Regions from separate parts of the Mus musculus genome. Here region 1 is linked to region 2. Evidence: chromatin contacts called from public Hi-C data. All regions are on one chromosome and are shown on one strand. Each heading gives the region's core, a stretch centred on a gene start, on an enhancer-like site or on the middle of the called end of the contact. The rest is flanking DNA. Distances are from core to core; before and after follow the strand shown. Region 1 overlaps Gm32184 (a long non-coding RNA gene). Region 2 has its middle 18 kb from the start of Gm32448.

Region 1 (6,049 bases), core at 3,219-5,718, 120 kb after region 2:
GATGTGACAGGCATATGCCATGAAAAGACATGGATAAGCATTGCAATGTCACCTAGGGCTCTACTGATGTCACCAAGGGCAAAATCATCACTTCTGACAACTGTAAGATTTCACATAACTGCCCTGAAAGGAACACAGTCCAACCTCCCATATGGAATGATTCCCCAGGGTCACCTGGCATGTCCTCTACACACAGATCTTTATTCAAGGTTCATATTTGTAAGTCTCTAAAGAAAGAATCCAAGGCTAAAGATAGTAGGCCCACACTTATTTTGATAGAGGAGGGCAGACCACAGCTGTGGCACACCACTGAGATGAGCCACTGGCAGGAAAATCATTGATAATTTGGTCAGACTGTATAAATCAGTAACAACAGATCACACCCGACCCCTGATAACTGGAGGCTACCCTGGTAGCTATAGTTGTTTTGGTTGACATCTGTATGTATTTATTCTTTAGTTACAATAAAATACACATAAGCTTTACCATCTTAACCATGTTTAGTGTAAAACTCAATAGCTATAAATACTGCTGCATTGCTATGTAACTGATCCCCACAACATTTTATCCTGCAAAACTGAAACTCTACACCTATTAAGTAGTGACCCATCTCTTTTTTCCTCTGCCCTTGACAGCCACCACTCTGTGACTTGGACTAACATTCTTATCTTATGTATGGGGAATCATCCAAGATTTGTGCTTTGCTTGACTGGCTCATACCACTTAACATACTAAGGTCCATGAGTGTTGGAATGTCCCTCCTTTTAAAGCTAAAATAATCCAATTATATACGGCATAGCCTGTTTAACCACTCCCCTCTTAATGGACACGTAGCTGTTCCCACCTTTTTCCTATTGTGAATAACATTGTTATGACTTTGGGTGTGTATAACAATTATGTTCTTCAACTACAACAGGCACAGACTCTCTTTTGTTGTTGTTCTGTTTTGTTTTGTTTATCTTTGTGACTGGATTTTCTTAACCTGAAAAAAGGTAGGGTAACAGTATCTGCATGCCTTAGTTGTAAAATCATATAAAGAGTGGAAGAAAGGATATCTATAAAGTGCTGAGCTTGTGGTGGGTCGTCAGCAAGCAGCAGTCCTCCGGACTCTCTTCCCGACAAGACAACGAGATCTCAGAGAGGAGGAAAGTGTTTGCATAAAGTCACGGGGTTCATACACATGTTCATTTCTTCAAGTTTCCTTGTGTACACAGGCACTTAGGAACTGAAATGTCTCCTTTGTCTTCTAGGTTCTGCCAAGATCTTCTCCTAAGTATAAAAGACACACGTGTTATACCAGAAACCAAATGACACACCCTGGTAAGAGCAATCCCGTGTTTATTTCAAATGGAAAAGGAGCACAAAGACCAGGAGGAATGACGGTAGTGAGGGGTCACCTCCATGCTGCCATCTAAGCTCTAGAACACAGTATACTTGAGGATCTGCACGATCCCCTCAGAAAGGCTTCTCCCAACATTGACCTACACTTATCTCTGGTCAGTGGGCTAGAAGGGAGGTTGGAGTGTTCCAGAACCCTAAATAAAGCAGGTTTAGAGAAAAATCTAAGCCTACATCCGGCTCCAGGACATGTGCGTGGGGAGTCACTAGGTACTCGTGTGGTTATGATCAATGTGCCTGACAAAATAAACTCGAGGAAGGAAAGAAAGGTTCGTTCCAGTTCATGGTGCAGCCCACATTCAAGGTGGGTCTTCCTTCCTCAATAACGAGTTCTCCAGAAACACCTTCACAGACACACCCAGAGGTGTCGCCAGATCCCTCCCATCAAGTAGACCATCAAGATTAGCCATGACTCTCTCCTCCATTTTTTGGTGCCATTCAAGCAGGCACAACCACTGTGGAAATCAATCTGGTGGTTCCTCAGAAAATTGGACATAGTACTACCTGAGGACGCAGCTATACCACTCCTGGGCATATATCCAGAAGATGTTCCAACATATAACAAGGACATATGTTCTACTATGTTCATAGCAGCCTTACTTATTATACTAGCCAGAAGCTGGAAAGAACCCAGATGTCCTCAACAGAGGAATGGATAAAGAAAATGTGTTACAATTATACAATGGAGTACTACTCAGTTATTAAAAACAATGAATTCATGAAATTCTTAAGCAAATGGATCAAATTAGAAAATACCATCCTGAGTGAGGTAACCCAGTCACAAAAGAGCACACATGGTATGCACTCACCGATAAGTAGATATTAGCCCAAAGGCTCAGAATACCCAAGATACAATTCACAGACCACATGAAGCTCAAGAAGGAAGACCAAATCTAAGTGAAATAAATACCTAATTAAAAAATAATAAATAAATAAATAAATAAATAAATAAATAAATAAATAAATAAGGAAGACCAAAGTGTGGATACTTCAGTCCTTCTTAGAAGGGAGAACAAAATACTCCAGGGACAAGATACAAAGACAAAGTGTGGAGCAGACTGAAGGAATGACCATCCAGAGACTTCCACCTGGGGATCCATTCCATATACAGACACCAAGTCCAGACAATATTGTGAATACCAAGAAGTGCTTGCTGACAGGAGCCTGATATAGCTGTCTCTTGAGAGGCTCTGTCAGAGCCTGACAAATACAGAGGCAGACGCTTGCAGACAACCATTGGACTGAGAACACAGTCCCCAATGGAGGAGTTAGAGAAAGGACTGAAGGAGCTGAAGGGGTTTGCAACCCATAGGAAGAACAGCAATATCAACCAACCAGACCCTCCAGACTTCCCAGGAGCAAAACCACCAGCCGAAGAGTACACATGGAGGGACCCATGGCTCCAGCTGCATAAGTAGCAGAGGGTGGCCTTGTGAGGCAAAAATGGAAGGAGAGGCCCTTGGTCCTGTGAAGGGTCAATGCTCCAGGGTAGGGGAATGCCAGGGCGGGAAGGCAGGAATGGGGGGTGTGGAGGAGCATCATCATAGAAGCAGGGCAAGGAAGGATGGGATAGGGGGTTTCCAGAGGGGAAACCGGGAAAAGGGATAACATTTGAAATATAAATAAAATATCAAATAAATAAATAAATAACTTTAAAAGAAGATTAGCCATGACAATGATTAGTGGGATTGTGACCCCTGAGATTACCAATGGGATTGGGGAGAGATGTACACCCCTAAAGGGAAGACGAGGGGTTACTTCACAGAGACCAGGAGAACACACATAGGCTCTACCTACATTTGTGTACATGTATAGAAAGAACACATTTTTCATAAGGTTTTTTTTCCCCTTTTCTTTTCATTTCTTTTCTTTTTACTACTCAAATTGCTTTCTTTGTAATGTTTCTCTTTACGGGAAAAGTGTAAGCTCTCAATTTGTTTTCTGGGTGAGGTGTGCGGCGAATGGTTGCTTTTCAGTCGCCCTGTCCAATGACAGGGCAAGCTCAACCAAACCTAGGAAAGTCTGGAACTGACTGTAAGATGAATTCTGTTCCCACACCTGGGCACCAAATATCTTGTCACCCACATCATCAAAGACCACATCCTGCAGGTAGTTAACAGCAATGGAGTTCAGAAAGCAGGGATGGACGAGTACATTATACATTACTTTTCTCAGTTCTTTTCTTGTTTATGACCTGAGATGATAAAATGGGTGTCCAACCCTAGCTAAGTAGCATACAGGATCAGGCACTTGTGAATATAAATATTAATTGGGGGTAGGGAAGGCTGTCATGCCTGGAAATGTATCAATCTTATGCCTCTGAAGATCCACAGCCAAGTCTCTTTCTGTGTGTTGGGTTTAAGTTTTCTGACATCTTTTCTTGAACAAACAGGCACCTCCTTGGGAGTACGGAGAAATCTCTTATAGCGATTGCTTCAGATCATGTTTGTTCCAGAACATGTTTGCTCCTTACGCCAACCGACCTATAACTGCCCTTCAACTGCGATACAAAAGCAGGCAGAAAGAATTTGCATCTTAAGTTCTGGAGAGCACTCTTCTTAGCTACTGAGCACCATAGAATGCTAGGGAGTGTGTTCCTATTTTAGACATGAAACCAAGCACCATGAGCCAGGGTATTAACTGTGAAGCCAACAGTGGATTGTGGTTGGTAGTGAGAATTCACCTGCCTTGCTCCACTGAGCCACATTTCCCAACCCCGCGAGCAGCTGCTGTAAGCTGCAACTCCGAGGAATTACTCTCTGCAAACCCAGACTGCCCTTTTCCTCTCTTCTCTTCAAGAACCTGCCCCATTCCTCACATGCACTGCCTCACAAGTGATTCACCAGATCCACGCAGTTCTACTCCCAAAAAGGAATTCTTTCAACTGAGGAGAGCATCGGTTTCTTTTCACATATCTGACAAAAAGCAACATCATGAAGGACGAGTTTAGAGTTTAAGAGAAAATACGACCTATCCTGATCAGGGAAAAAATGGTGTAGGGAGAAGGCCACAGCAGGTCACCGTCTGTCTGCAACCGGAAGTAGAGAGAGTACAGGAAGTTAGGGCTAGGCTATCAAACATTCTAGGCCCTCTTTACCAAAGCTCCGCCTCCTAAAGGTTCTACAACCTTCCAAAACAGCAACGCTTGCTGGCAACCAAGTGTTCAAACACCTGAGCCCACCGGAGAGTCCATTTTCGAGCCCATGACACTTGGCCAGCATTTGGAGACAAGGATTTTTGATAGATAATTTTGAAATCCTCTTTCTTTTTCCTATTGGCTACATCACTGAAATTTAAAGGCGTGGGCCTTACACGCCTATAAATTTCTAAACTGATTTAGTTCTTCACTTCTCAAAGTATCACCTTTTTAGCTCCTTTTCCTCTGTGATTTCCTTCTACTTAGCACCTGGTGTCTCCTCTGTGTATACTAACCCTCGGTATTCATGAGTTTGATCGCAGGGCCCCTTGCGATTTTCCCATACCCCAGGGGCTCAGAGACATTATTAAATTGGCACGACATTTGAATCTTCCCTCTGTAATCTTCTTATATACTTAAAATCATCTTTAGATGACTTTTAGTATGTTAGATGACTATTTGTCACGCAAATAGGTGACGTACTGTATTGGGTAGGGAATAGTGACAAGAAAAAGTCTGTTTACGTTCAGTACTGGTAGGCTGGAACCCCTGCTCATCCCCTGCACAAGCTGGGAAACCCCGTCTGCCCTCCTTCCCCCTCCTACCCTGCTCACACAGAGAAAACTCCGCTTCCTTGGTAAAAAAAATAAACTCCTAGCTAACCTGGATTATTCTTAGACTCCACATGTCCTGCAATCCACCCAAGAGTGCCCACAAAGGGGCTCAGTTTTTGATTGTGTATGGACATAATCCCAACTCCTAGCTGACACTTCATCACACCCTAGTGCCCAAGACCCATAAAACCCCTTTGCTGCTTTAGCCTGGATTCTTGATGTCACTGACCTCCACCTGTGAACCCACCCAAAAGCTGCCTCCTAAAAAGCCTATGTTTATCTACTTTAAAAAAAAAAGATTTTATTTACTTATTTTGTATATGTGTGTACACTGTAGCTGTCTTCAGAAACATCAGAAGAGGGCATCAGGTTCCATTACAGATGGTTGTGAGCCACCATGTGGTTGCTGGGAATTGAACTCAGGACTTCTGCAAGAGCAGTCAGTCAGTGCTCTTAAGCTCTAAGCCATCTCTCCAGGCCCTTTTGTCTATTGTTAATCAGGTCTAATCTAGCCTATATCTGCATCACCTAGGAAGAGAAAACTCCAGCAAGTACAAATGCAAGAAAAAGTATTTTTCATTGGTGCATGGCTGAGTTCATGGATGCTGAACTGGAAGATATGGGAGGCTGGGTCTATTTCAATCTTTTTCTCTGTACCACATGTTTATAATTCTCTGTGTGTGTGTGTGTCTCTCCCTCACTGTTTCTCTCTCTTCCTCCCTCGCTCCCTCCTTCCCACTACCACTATATATATATTTGCCTTGCTTTGAACAAATATTTCTTTATTATTAAACATCTACTTTAGACTAAGAAGTAGGCTAGGTATAAAAAAAATATAATGAAGAATGAAGATCTTTGTCGTTTAAGAAAACAAGGTCCTTCTATAGAGTTTTATATCTGA
Region 2 (6,042 bases), core at 588-3,087:
GGGGTATGTGTCTGTGTGGTGTGGGGTGTGTGTGTCTGTCTGTCTGTCTGTGTGGCATTGCTTGGGACTGAATCAAGGGCTTCCCTCATGTATGGCAAGCATTCTACCACTGAACTTCCACTCCAGTCCTCTTTTTACTTTGAAGCAGTCTTGCTAAGTTTCCTTAGCTGGCCTTGAACACATTCTGTGGCCCAGGTAGGTCTTGACCCCCTGCCTCAGCCTTCCAGTTAGTTTCATAGGAACAGCTGATCATTTTAATTTGAACTACCCTAGAGGAAGTTCATTTTCTTGTGGAGCACTTTAATATGCATGGAGTTATCCAAATGATCAGCACAGGAAAGCACACACACACACACACACACACACACACACACACACAACACAGACCACCTCTTTGAATAGGTCTGGAGACTTCCAGGTTTGCCCAAGCACCTGCTCTCCTATGTCCCACTTGTATCCAGATGACAGCAACAAAGACTTCTGGTTGGAAGAAAATTCCATGTGCACAGCAGCCTATCTATATGAAAAAACCGCCCACCAGAGCAACATCTGATGTCCTATAATTAATGTTTTCTCTCCAGATATCAATTCCAGGCTTGGCACATCATTCGTCACACGGTGTGAGAGGAATAGATCCCTGTGACACTAGAGAAAAAGACAATCACAAAATTGTGTTTTCTGTCAGGACTCACCCTCGCCCACATTTTCTCTTGAGGAGCGTTGGCACTCTGGATCTCCAGGACAGTCCCAGGGCTGCAGTCTGCTGGCCTGTTTCCTCCTTGTCATATCTCCCCATGAACAACTCTGCCGTGCTTCTCCGCCAGCGTCTGGTGCTGGAGACTCACACTTCACTAGCCTTGAAGACACAAGTTAGAAATGCAAAAACATGTAAAACTCTGGAATGGGTCGAGACATTTCTGTCATTTGAAGGGTCACATCACAGATGTCAGGGGAAGTTAAATCCACAGCACAGTGAATGGAATCCACCACTCATTTATTCATGTATGCACAAAGCCATAGCAAGTTCTTGCTATATCTACTTAAATGTCAAAGATACATATAACTCGGTCCTGCCCTTAGGCAGCTCACAGTCTAGTTGTGCAAAGTGAGTTGTGTAGTGATAGGTACCTTGGCCACATATGCAGTATGCCAAGAGAGAACAAAAGAAGAAAGAAGATGGAAATTAGGTGTGGCTTGAGTAGTAGGCACATTATAAGTTTTCTCATCAAGGGCTCTACGCCATCTATAATCCAGGGCTTTAGACTTGCTTTCCGCTCTTTCACACCTTCCTCCTCATCTTGCGATCCTCCTTTAAACCAACTTAGCATATTTCTGTGTTTATCTATTTGAAGCCACCCCCAGTTCCTGTTTTACCTGTTGCTAGTAGCTTGCAAGGATCACTCAAGCCATGTGTTTTTCATATTTCCCTCACAAAGAGGGAAAAGCAATATTTTGGAAATGTGGTTTTTAAAATAGCTGAGATGCAAAGCTTGAATTTTATTTTATTATTTTTTTTATTTGGAAGAATGAACTGGGCATTCAGAGGGCTGGTGCTGGCCAATACTTCACTTTTTTTCTCTCATTTCCTCACAGCTGTAGGTATCAGTTTTAATTTGTGTGTGTGTGTGTCTGTCTGTCTGTCTCTGTGTGTGTCTCACACACACTCTCTGTCTCTCTCTCTCTGTTTGTATTTATGGAAAATATTAAAAAGAGGTTCCCCTGTCAAGAACAAAATCAAAATGAAGTAGGCGTTAGAGCAGAAAGTTGAGGAGGAATGGGTCTGGCACACAGTAGTTGGTAAGCCAACTTTCTCCTAACCCCACCCAGCTTCTCGAAGGAGGAAGACAAGCTTTCCAATCCAAGCAGAGGGCAATGGGAGTTGGTCCCTACTGCTTCTCCATGGGTGGGAACAGCCTCCTGTAATTTTGGATTTCTTAGCACAGTATTTTCTCGTCTTGGCGAGGAGGTGGGGAGGGAATTTTCCTCTGAGACACTTGCAAGGCAAGGGGACAAGAGCCCATGACTCCTGTGTTCTGCAGACCCCATGCATGATCAACCAAGCTTCTCTACCCCAAGGGAGCTGATACCCAGCGGGGAGTTGCAGGTAGGTTCCCAGCATCCTGTTCATTCCCCTGTAGATCCTCACATCTGCAAGGACTTCAACTGCCAAACTGTGTTTACAAGGCAATCATTTAGGGTTGAGCTGTGCTTGGGGGAAGTCATAGTATACAGTGCTAGGAATTATATAATTATATTTGTATGTGTAGGGGTGTGTGTGTGTGTGTGTGTGTGTGTAAATGCAAAATACATATGTCGATACAGAACAAAAGTAGAGCTTCCTAAATTGTAAGAAACATACTTGACACCCAAATGAAGGCATGCAGTGATGCTGGCACTCTGGGTGTTTAAAATGAAATCCCCCCTGCACGTACTTTTAAAATTCTCCTTCTAGCACTGGAGATTAAACCTTGGGCCTCGTGCATTCTAGGGGAATGTTTTACAAATACGTCCTATTTCCAGTCATCTTTCCTTCTTTCTGAATCAGTCCTCACTAAGTTCCTAGGGCTTGCTGGCCTGGAGCTTATTGTCTGTCTCCCTCAGCCCCAGGCCCAGCTGAGACTGTAGCCACGTACGACTAGGTTCTCTGCTGTCTTTTCTTTACACTTAAAAGGCAGTGCTGCCCTTACGTCCAGGCCAGGATGACTCTGGATAGGGTCTTAGGGTTTGGATTCTGAATTTCTTCTAGCACTTTCTGAATGAGTCTGTGGCCAAGAGGTAGTGTCAATGTATTGATCATGCTTTCTCTTAAAGACCATGTGCGGAGTAATAGGACATTAGTCATTCCAGCGCAGTGATCCTCGCCTACTTCCAGCTCTTTACCACTGGCTCACCTTCCTGGGGCAGAGGGTTATAAGGTAAAAGTAGACTAGAGGGCTGGGAGGTGCATGGCCAGGGTACCAAAGCTCTTGAAACATGGGATGGAAGGCTCGGATGGGAGGCTGGACCGGGGACCATTGGTGTTACATAGTCCAATGTGAGGCTGCAACTGCCCCAATAGTCCTGAAGCCAGAGAGAAGTTTTATTTACTAGCTTCTTGGTGTAAGCTATAGTTCTTAAATATATAGGACTATAATGTGTACTCTTATCTTAAACACCTCATTTTTGGGGAGTGGAGGGATGTTCCAGATTTATTATTGGAAAAAAATGCACTATCTTGTGTGATTTTATTTTCTAGTTTCCAACAATGTCTGTCAGAAACATACACACACACACACACACATACACACACATGCATGCATGCAACACATACATCAAATGCACATAAGCACAGTGAAAGTGGAAAGGGAAACTAATTACATATAATAACTGTCACAAATCTTGTATCTACACATAAACAAAATAGTATCAAAAATAAACTGTTGGGTCCCCAGTTTCTCTCAGTAGTAGGACCCACTGAAAGCTATCTCTCCCAGCTTGAGGTCTCTTCCCTGCCTTTCTCTTTGTGTAGTTGGCAGAAACAGACCACACATCACATGGATCGGGTTGATGAGATTCATTGATGCTATTTCTGATGGCTATAGCTCGTACCTGCCTTTGTTGTATGTGTTATTCTAGTGTGCGCACACAGCAGCTGTGTCTGTCCACGTTGCTTCTGATACACAGTGAAATCTTCTCTAGTGCTTCGCCATTTTGCATTGCACTTGGAGGCCTATTTGTATTGTGCAAAAACCGAGAGATAGATGCACTAGCTACATGATCTATGCGTACATTTTTAACTTTAATGTGAATGTTTTCCAGGACAGTGCATGTTCCTGCCAGCATGGGATGGTATTTATATCGGCATATATTTCTTTTTAGCTTTAGTCACTTTGTACTGGGAATAACTATAGTATGTCATCATTCCTTTTTCTGAAAAGTTTCTAGGCTCCTCATTCATTTCCAGATACACTCTGTACACACTGTGATTGGAATAACTAGGAGTCACAGAGTTACTGCTCATAGTGTCCGTGTGATATGAAATAGCAATGACCGTATTTATGCTAATAGCCATGGCTATTTGAAGAATGGCAGTCAAGGGAAGATGTAGAGTTTTGGAAGATCCAGGGGATAAAGTCCGAGCTCTAATTCAGCTGGTACTGTGATTTTTAAGGTACCACAGAGCATAGCACATGGATCTAGGGGATAAGCCACTGTGCAGATAAGCAGAGGACTGGTGCAGACTTGAATGTTAAATGCTCCCCAAAGGTTCCCATAGAAGGGCTTGGTTCCCAATGCTGTGCTACTGGGAGAGAGGGGGGAACCTCTGGAAGGTGAGGGCAGCTTATGGGAGGTCCTTAAGTTATTGGGAGTGCTCTAGAGGGGGATTGTGGTAACCTTCCTTGCTGCTCGCTGGCTAGAGATGTGAGCGCTTACTCCAACCCAATTCTGGTTGTGATGTGCACCCTCACCAAGTCAGTGGGGCTCTTTGGGGAATTGCAGGCTGGTCTCCAGTTGAGCTGACTGATCTTAGACTCTGTACTCTACAACTGTGAGGTAAATAGACCCTCTTGTCTTTATAAACACCCTGCCTCATGCATCTCACTGTAGAAGCATGAACCCGACATACTCTGTAGCTATGTGCCAATCCTAGAGCATCATGATAATTGTGATCACACTGGGCTGGGGAGGAGAAAGACAAAAGGAATTGTTATCCACTGCCGATGGAACACAAACTAGTCTCTCCACCATGGAAATAAGTATGGAGGTGTCTATTGCTCTGATAAAATACCATGACCTATAGCAGCATGAGGAAGGAAGGGTGTGTTTGGTTTATACTTCCATGTCACAGTCTGACACTGAGGGAAATCAGGGCAGGAACTCAAGGCAGGAACCTGGAGGCAAGGACTGAAGCAGAAACCATGGGAGAATATATGGCTCTCTATGGCTTACTCATCCTGCTCTCTGATACAGCCCAGGACCAACTGCCTAGGGAGTAGGCACCACCCACCGTGGACTTGACTCCCACATCTCTCACTTGTGCTTTTTAGATTTCATATAAACACATACAAACCTGCATGTGCATGTGTCCTGACAGTAGAAGCAAACTGTTTAAAGGACCAAGGGAAGTAATTGGGAGAGGGGATGCAAAAGGGAAGGGTGGGGAGTGTGGATGAATATAATTAAAATACAATTATCTGCCAGAAAAAGAGAGAGAGAGAGAGAGAGAGAGAGAGAGAGAGAGAGAGAGAGAGGAAAGGAAGGAAGGAAGGAAGGAAGGAAGGAAGGAAGGAAGGAAGGAAGGAAGGAAATGGAAAAGAAGAAAAGAGAAAGGAAAGGAAAGGAAAGGAAAGGAAAGGAAAGGAAAGGAAAGGAAAGGAAAGGAAAGGAAAGGAAAGGAAAGGAAAGGGAAGGGAAGGAAAGGAAAATCTGTTTTCAAGCCTCTATCTGGATATGTAATTGTTGAAATACTAGCAAAAGTATCTTTAGCCAAGAGTCCCTCTCTTTCTCGCTCTTTCCAATCCTGTTGTATCATGGGACATTCCCAGTTGAACATCATAAATCGAATGCAGCTCTCTGCTTGACCTGCCTTTAAAGAATTGGTACTATGAGGAAATAAAGACAGACCTTTGCCACATTTACATCAAAGATGTCCGGAAAGACCATCATCTGGGAGTCAGTAGTGCCCCCCCCCCCCCCAGGAAAGGAGGAAGAATCGGCTCCCAAAGCTCCCCACTGTACCTAACACTGGCCCTTTGAACCATAGATGGACTGACTTCTCTTCCTTAGCAATTTCATCTCCCAGGGCTAGGGAGCCCTGCTAAGGTTTTGCCTGCCAGCTGATGATGGAGTCTTTCTAATATGTTGGGATTTGCAGTTTATTTTGGTAGGTAACTAAGAGAGAAAGACAGAGATAATTATCCCCATCGTAAAACAGTCCATCAGCCACCTGCATGCAGAGCAGAAAGTCAAGTCTTTTGTTGCTCTTTGGCAGGGAAGATCCCTGTACAGCACTCTCTTGGGTCTCATTCAGTGCTCTAACCTAGTTACCTGTGGAAGTTTCCC

The links. Hi-C and Micro-C count contacts between places; a contact is called where the count stands out from the background.
Region 1: a Hi-C map of pro-B cells shows a contact between it and region 2, with 2.4 times the contacts expected there. The contact joins two enhancer-like sites. A contact is called at or near these places in 5 of 484 Hi-C or Micro-C datasets (cerebellum, embryonic stem cells, large pre-B cells and 2 more) and 2 of 115 datasets of contacts at active chromatin or transcription factors (bone marrow-derived macrophages and large pre-B cells).

Annotation. Positions count from the first base shown.
Region 1 is chr13:41,542,258-41,548,306 of GRCm38.p6, forward strand. All of the region lies in intron 2 of Gm32184 (a long non-coding RNA gene), which reads right to left. Among named protein-coding and RNA genes, the nearest start is that of Gm32401, 58 kb to the left of the region's middle. Within about 2 kb of position 4,469, at least 27 of the 459 cell types and tissues checked have an H3K27ac peak or open chromatin away from gene starts, as enhancers often do. A contact at or near this core is called in pre-B cells and pro-B cells, where this site is marked.
Region 2 is chr13:41,425,169-41,431,210 of GRCm38.p6, forward strand. It overlaps a transcript of Nedd9 not described here. Among named protein-coding and RNA genes, the nearest start is that of Gm32448, 18 kb to the left of the region's middle. Within about 2 kb of position 1,838, at least 20 of the 459 cell types and tissues checked have an H3K27ac peak or open chromatin away from gene starts, as enhancers often do. A contact at or near this core is called in pre-B cells and pro-B cells, where this site is marked.